2 separate regions of the Mus musculus genome follow, and region 2 is linked to region 1. Evidence: chromatin contacts called from public Hi-C data. All regions are on one chromosome and are shown on one strand. Each heading gives the region's core, a stretch centred on a gene start, on an enhancer-like site or on the middle of the called end of the contact. The rest is flanking DNA. Distances are from core to core; before and after follow the strand shown.

Region 1 (3,473 bases), core at 259-2,758:
ACTTGCCACGACTCATTCATTTTGGGATTTCTTCTTAAAGGCAGTTCTTTTACTTGTAACTCTGGCCATATGCCACCTAGCAATGTGGTCACAGTTGACTTTTCCAATCCTTTCCATAGCCCATGCGTCCTCTCCACTCTGAGGTTGCGGGGCACTTCCCGCTCCCTCTACTCAGTGAGCTTCGGAAGTTGCAAACTGCCGAAATCTGCCCCCACCCCAGAAAGTGCACGCGGACTCAGGAAACTCCCATCTGCAGCGCCAGAGACCCGACCATCAGCTCCACGACTGGAGGACCCCACATGCCACCGCACAATGCCAACCCGAACGCACAGCGAGACGCGGGAAGGGGGAGGAGGGGGCGATACTCACCGTTCTGTTCCTTGTCGCTGGAGAGCTGCAACTTGCTGCTCAGGTTGGACTCAGCCCGAGTCCCCGTTCTTTGGCCGGCCAGGGCAGATGTCAGCAGGAGGAGGCCGAGGAGGAGCATTTGGCTGACTGGGGCGAGGGCTCACTCGCGGCGGGCACTGGGGAAGCGACGACTCCAAGGCTCAGCCCAGCCGGGGAAAGGCTGCGCTGCGGTGGAAGCGCCTGGCCGGCTCTGGCAGCAGAGAATCGCAGGGTAGTTTCCACATAATCCCATCCAAAAGTTTTTCCTAGAGCCCTCTTCTGTGTCTCCAGTTTTTGAAAAGGATCAAAGCAAAACCTGGACCTGAACCAGTTTCCCAAGGTTTAAACAAATCCTGAGCTGTGCCGAAGTGCGGGGGGTGGGGGTAGGCGAGGGAGGAAAGAAGGGGTGGGGACGCGGGGGAGCGGCGATGAGTCGTGGCGACTCGCAGGGAGCACCTGTCAGTTTGGGGGACAGGACACAGGCGAGGACTCGGGGTCCCGCCAAGCCAGACTGGAAGCCAGGTCGGCAGCGAGGCGAGCACCTTGGGATCAATGACAAAGCTGCTGATCGGGGCGGCAGGCGGCGCCCCACCCCCACCTGGGGGGAGGGGACCGTGCCCTGCGAGTGCCGCGCGGGTCCCGGGCGGGCAGAGAGGCCGCGGGGACGACTCGGGACTGGCCCGGATCCACCGCGGAGCCTCCTCCTTGCTGCAGTCGGTGGCCACCGAAGTTCCCTCGGGTACCGGCGAAGTGCTGCGGGAAGCCGGGAGAGCTTGGGCGGCTCGGAGTCGCGAGCGCTCGGATGCCTGCCCTAAGGCAGGGCAGGACGCAGGGCTGAGGAGAGGTGGCGGCTAAGCACGGGCGGCTAAGGGAAGGCCTGGCTGGCCTGGAGGATCGCTCTTGTCCCCTCCCCGTCTCCACTTTCCCCCAGCGGGCGGCGCGCGGGGCGCGGGGCTGGCGGCCGGGCGGGCGCGGGGGGCGCGGGGGGCGCGGGCGGCCAGCTGGCGGGCCAACAGGTGCTGGCGCAGACAGGGGGCACTGCGGGCCCCGCGGCAGACGGAGCCCACACTGCGGCGAGGAATGCCGCCAGGCGGCCCCCAGCTTCCTTTCCCCTGGGCGCCCCTAACCCCAAATAAGGAGTCTGCGGGCTGTTCAAGGGTGCTGCAAACTCAGAGAAAGAGAGAGGGAAAAAAAAGTAGGAGAGGACAGCCACTCCTTCTCTTCTGGCTCTCCCTGGCTGTAACTTGTCTTTCATTCCTAAGGGGATCCCCACTCCCAAAGCGCTTTGTCAGGACTCGTGGCCAGAGTTCTGCACTGAAGGAGGGAAGTTGAACTCAAGATGCTTCCAGAATGGCTCTGTCTGAAGGAGAATGAATAAATCAAAAGTAAAGATAAAGTCAGAGTTGTAACATGAATTGAAGCCATGCACCACTGTATCCACATGAACCCTGTTTGGAGAGGAACTGGGGTTGGAGGGTACCACTGAGCAGAAGAAAGAGTCCCTGTCCTTTGCAGCTGGGTGCTGCATGATAATGAAATCTAGCTCCTAGAGTGTCTGGGGACATAGTGTGGCAATTTACACATAGGCTGTCCTGGAGCCCCTAATGTTTGAACTGGTTGCCTTTATGCACGAAGTGCTTCGTGCTGAGACTAAAGTTCCTATGGGGTTATCTAGAATGAGAAAAACATGTTAGTAGGGCCTAGGGTGGTTCCATGTGCAATACATGTGTCTCTGATAGGATTCCAATATGCTTTCCTTATCAGAAAATCCTCGTGAAAGCGTTGAAGGCACAGTAGGGTTTGAAATCTAAACAAAAGATGCATCTTTGGATGGAGGGGTAATAAAAAAAGAAAATGAAAATAAGGAAAATAAAAATAACATTAGAGCAAGCAAATGCCTTGGTGTGCAGTCAGACAGATGTATCACCAAGTACTTAGTTGAATCAGTCAGGGCATGCAATCCAACCATAGAACCAAGGTAAACATAATCCTGAAACCGGGCATGACCTGGAGACAGAAATAAAAGATGGGACCAGTCCAAACGATAAAATGTTAATCTTTTCCTTTGTTCTTGGACACCACTGGGGCCTACCAAACAACCCTGTTCTAGCCAGGTCTCTGTCCTCTTCTCTCTTCCTTCAAATGAGTACTTGACAGGTTGTTCATTATAACTCCTGCTTGGCATCCAGGAAGTCCCCGGGACCAAATAAAGAAAGATGCTGTTCTCCTGTGAAATCCTTACAAACCTGTTCCATTCATTCATTCTTATCTGTGGGATTTCCACCTTTACAGTGTTGGATAGAAAGTCTCTTGCTTAGACTTTAAGTGTATGGATGTTAATGGTACAAGCCTTGTTACTTTATTCAAGTTAGCAGTGCATCATCTTCAGTGCCATTCCATTGTGACATACGTGTATTCCAAAAGTGTTCTGTACATTCCTGAATATGCAAAGGAGAGTTCCCAATTTTAATCAAAATGAGACACCAAAAGGCATGCTTTCTCGGTAGATCTGTTTGCAATCCAATCCATTAAGGTCCAGTTTTTGTCATTTACTTAGTTTTCTGATCAAGGTTTTGTAAATGTGCTTTTTTTGCATCTCCACACAGTTGGAGTTCTTGACCACCCACATAGGATACGTGTGCACTCCTACTTAATCCATTTGCACTCCAAAGACTGCAAGGAGTGATGACTAAGCTTTACTTTGTATCGCTTCAGATTGGCTAGAACAGTGCCTGGCACATCGGGATCATAAATAAACACATTGGACTGACTGACAGGTTTCTTTATTGGACTCACATTCTCCCTGGAATTTCAGAGAAGGTTGTATTTGAAAAGTTACAGATGATCTACAATACCACGCCACCTCTGTGTTTCACCTCATCCATATTCTACAGAATGATTTGACAATTGCCTTATAAATAAAGCCAGCCAGGTGCTCCTGAGTGACCCCAAGACAAAATCACAGCCACATTGGCTGTTTCTTTTCAGTGCGCTCACATGGTTGTTGTTTGAACTGTTCTTGCCCTTGGCAAAGTTCTCTTTAACACTTTGTCCTCTGCTGGCATTTTGTTCTCTCTTGCTTTTAA
Region 2 (3,436 bases), core at 673-3,172, 110 kb before region 1:
ACAACCGTTCTGTCTATGTGCTGGGGAGGGTAGCATTTTATCATGTCTGTTTCCTAGTCTCTTCCCAGACTGTGGACTATGTGATGGCATAGTCATCGTCTTCTTACTGCTGTCATTGTATTACCCAACACAGTGCTCAATAAATATTTGTTGAATCTGGGAATAAATAAATGAGTAAATACTAAGGCCACATTAACTGTACTATAAACAGGAGGAAGACAAACAAAAGTCTAAAGGAAATGGTTTAATTTGGAGAAACACTATACATTTTTGATCATATTAAATTCTAAATTAAAAAAAATCTGCTTAATTTAGCAAATTTACTATTTCCAGACTCCATTATCTTCTCTTCCCAAGCAGTTTTCACAGGTTAGTTCAAGTATTCCTACGTTTAAAATCGATGTGCAGTAAGAAGGCAGTAATTTCAGTCAGATTTGTGCTTAACAAATCCTTTTTCAAATGCTGTCTGTTATCATCTTGCTTTCAGAAATTTATGGGCAATATCTGAAATTGATAATGGGATTATTTACACCAGAAAATGAATAAAGAAATGTTAAAATAAACAAACAAATCCCCAAGAACATTCTATTAAAATCTTCCCCAGGTAACTACGTCACATCTCTGTAACATCAAAGACAATGAAGGAGCAGGGTCCGTAAATGATACAATAAATATGAGTGTGTAGCGCTAAGGAACAGGATGGATGAATGGATAGATAGATATATGATAGATAGGTAGATAGATAGATAGACAAGCAACATGACAGAAAGAGTTGAAAAGAGAGAAACTGACAAAATATCTCCTGTTTACAGGAAGGCAGGCAGATTCATACATATGCACTTTTAATATGTGTACCATATTACAAGGAGTCATTGAGGGTGATCTTACCTGAGATGCCTAACAATGGGGCTATGGAACCTGGAGTGCCCACCTCTTGTGCCCAGGCTGGACCCTCAATGGAAAGATAAGGACACTAAACCACCCACAAATTTTTCAGCCAAAATTTGTCCTGCCTAAAAGAAATGAAGGGACAAAGATGAAACAGAAACTGGAGGGATGGACAACCAATGGGTCCCAAATTGAGACCCATGCCATGGGCAAGCACCAGTCCCTGACACTATTAATGATACTTTGTTATACCTGCAGACAGAAGCCTAGCATAACTGTCCTCTGAGAGGCTCTATGAGGCAGCTGTCTGAAACTCATGCAGATACCCATAGCCAAACATTGGAGGGAGGTTGGGAACTCTTATGGAAGAGTTGAAAGGATTGAAAGCATTGCAGGGGGGAGGAATTCCACAGGAAGACCAACAGAGCCAATTAACCTGGACCCCAGGGACCTCTCAGAGACTGAGGTCAACCAAACAGCACACACAGGCAGGGCAGAGGCCCTCAGAAAATACTTAGCAGACCAGCAACTCAGTCTCCATGTAGGTCCACCAACACCTGGTGCCAGTGAGAGAGGAGCTGTCCCTAAGGCTGTTGCCTGACTGTGATATCAGTTCTCTAACAGGGCTGCTACATCATACCTCAGTGGGAGAGGATGCCCCTAACCCTGCAGAGACTTAATTTGCCAGGGTGGGGGAATACTTGGCATGGGGGAGGGGAGTTACACTCTCCATTCTCTCAGAGGAGAAGGGGAGGGAATTGGGAAGGGATTCTGGGAGGGGCAACAGAAGGGGACAGCTTTTGAGACTGTAATTAGTGAAGTGTGTGTGTGTGTGTGTGTGTGTGTGTGTGTGTGTGTATCTGTCCCCATTCCTATCCCACTGGCCACATTCACATTCACATTCACATTCACATTCACATTCACATTCACATTCACATTCACATTCACATTCACATTCACATTCACATTCACTGAGTGAAGCCACTACTCCAGTCCTGCTCACTGTGTACATCCTCACACCAGGACCACAGTGCTGCCTTCCCTGGCACCCACAGACTCTCCTTGTACCCAGGCAAAGTTACTGTTGATCCCAGGAACTTGCCTAATGTTTCCCTGTAAAGCTGCACCAGTTGACATTTACAAAATAATCAGAGCCAGTCCGTTATGTCACCAGTTCAATGCTGCTACATGGTCCTTATGTAACTGCAATAGTGACTTTTAATTGTCAACTTGGCATGGTCTACAAAGAAGAGAGTATTAGTGAGGGACGGTCTGGAAGGACTGAGACTGAGTTCATGTCTGTTAGAGACAGGTCTTGATTAGTAAACTTTAATTGATACGTGAAACCCGAGCCTGCTGTGTTTACAACCATTATCAAGGCAGAGAATCCTGGAGTGTATAAGTATCGCCAGTGAACAGAACACTAATAGGAGTGTGTTTATTTCTCTCTCTGCTTTGCACTGGGGAAATGACATGTTTTAAGTCCCTATCTTGGCTTACTGAAAATGATGGGCTGTAACCTGACGTTGTAAGCCAAATAAACCCTTGCTTCATAAAGCTGTTCTGGCAGGGTGTGTTACCACAGCAACCGAACACAGGACAAATCCAGTTCCCACATCCATATCCCCACAATGAACCATTTGAAACCTAATTCAAGTGCATACAATCTGGTTTTGCACAACTTCCTCCTAAACTCTAGCAAAGCTGTCAGATGGTCCTCTCAACCACCACATTAAACAACTCAGCTGTACTTTGTCAGAAGCAGTCTCGTTAAGTGACACCTGAGAGCAAGAAGGGAAAAACCATCACCATAGGCACTCACTTAGACATGACCAGTCATCTAGAGTCATAGGGTCTGTGACTGCCTACTGCTGTGTAATCTTTGTTGGTTTTTCTGGCAACATAATTAAACAAGCCTTTAGACCACAGGATGCAGCATTGCAACAGGACTCTATTAACATGGACTCCCAAGAATTTACCTGCAGCCTTTGATGTGAGCTTCAGATGACCCAGGACTATTCCAACTAAGGTGTCTTTTGTCCTAACCACTGTATTTGACCTACTTTCTACTCCAAGTCACAGAGATGCACCTGCTGTTCTGTGGTCAGGAACCAACAAGTTCCCAGTAAACTGTAGACAGTCGTGGATCTTCCTGCTGCCTTATTCAGTCTCAAGGGATGTTAGAAACAATTCTCATAGAAAGGACACAGTTACTCCAGAATGCTTTGAATTGTAGAAGGAAGGAAAATATAGCTTACTGTACTGGCTGGTTTTCTGTGTCAACTTGACACAGATGGAGTTATCACAGAGAAAGGAGATTCAGGTGAGGAACTGCCTCCATGATATCCAGCTGTAAGACATTTTCTCAATTTGTGATCAAGAGGGGTAGGTCCCAGCTCATTGTGAGTGGTGCTATCCCTGGGCTGGTAGTCCTGGTTTCTAAAAGAAAGCAAGCTGAGCAAGCCAGGGGAAGCAAGCCAGTAATTAACATCTCTCCATGGCCTCTGGATCAGCTCCTGCTTACTGCCCTGTGTGAGTTCTTGTCCTG

Evidence for each region. Hi-C and Micro-C count contacts between places; a contact is called where the count stands out from the background.
Region 2: a Hi-C map of forebrain shows a contact between it and region 1, with 3 times the contacts expected there. The contact joins the enhancer-like site here to the promoter of Pdgfc in region 1. A contact is called at or near these places in 9 of 39 promoter capture datasets (the 3T3-L1 cell line, 3T3-L1-derived adipocytes, the HPC-7 cell line and 4 more), 17 of 484 Hi-C or Micro-C datasets (3T3-L1-derived adipocytes, the AML12 cell line, the AtT-20 cell line and 11 more), 4 of 115 datasets of contacts at active chromatin or transcription factors (bone marrow-derived macrophages, embryonic fibroblasts and embryonic stem cells) and 4 of 9 other capture datasets (adipose tissue, embryonic stem cells, macrophages and 1 more).

What each region holds. Positions count from the first base shown.
Region 1 is chr3:81,034,451-81,037,923 of GRCm38.p6, reverse strand. Pdgfc (platelet-derived growth factor, C polypeptide) reads right to left here and starts at 1,508. Exons shown (of 6, transcript NM_019971.3): 1 at 370-1,508. The coding sequence starts at 487.
Region 2 is chr3:81,148,442-81,151,877 of GRCm38.p6, reverse strand. All of the region lies in intron 2 of Pdgfc (platelet-derived growth factor, C polypeptide), which reads right to left. Among named protein-coding and RNA genes, the nearest start is that of Pdgfc, 110 kb to the right of the region's middle. Within about 2 kb of position 1,922, at least 46 of the 459 cell types and tissues checked have an H3K27ac peak or open chromatin away from gene starts, as enhancers often do. A contact at or near this core is called in the AtT-20 cell line, cortical neurons, epiblast stem cells and 2 more, where this site is marked.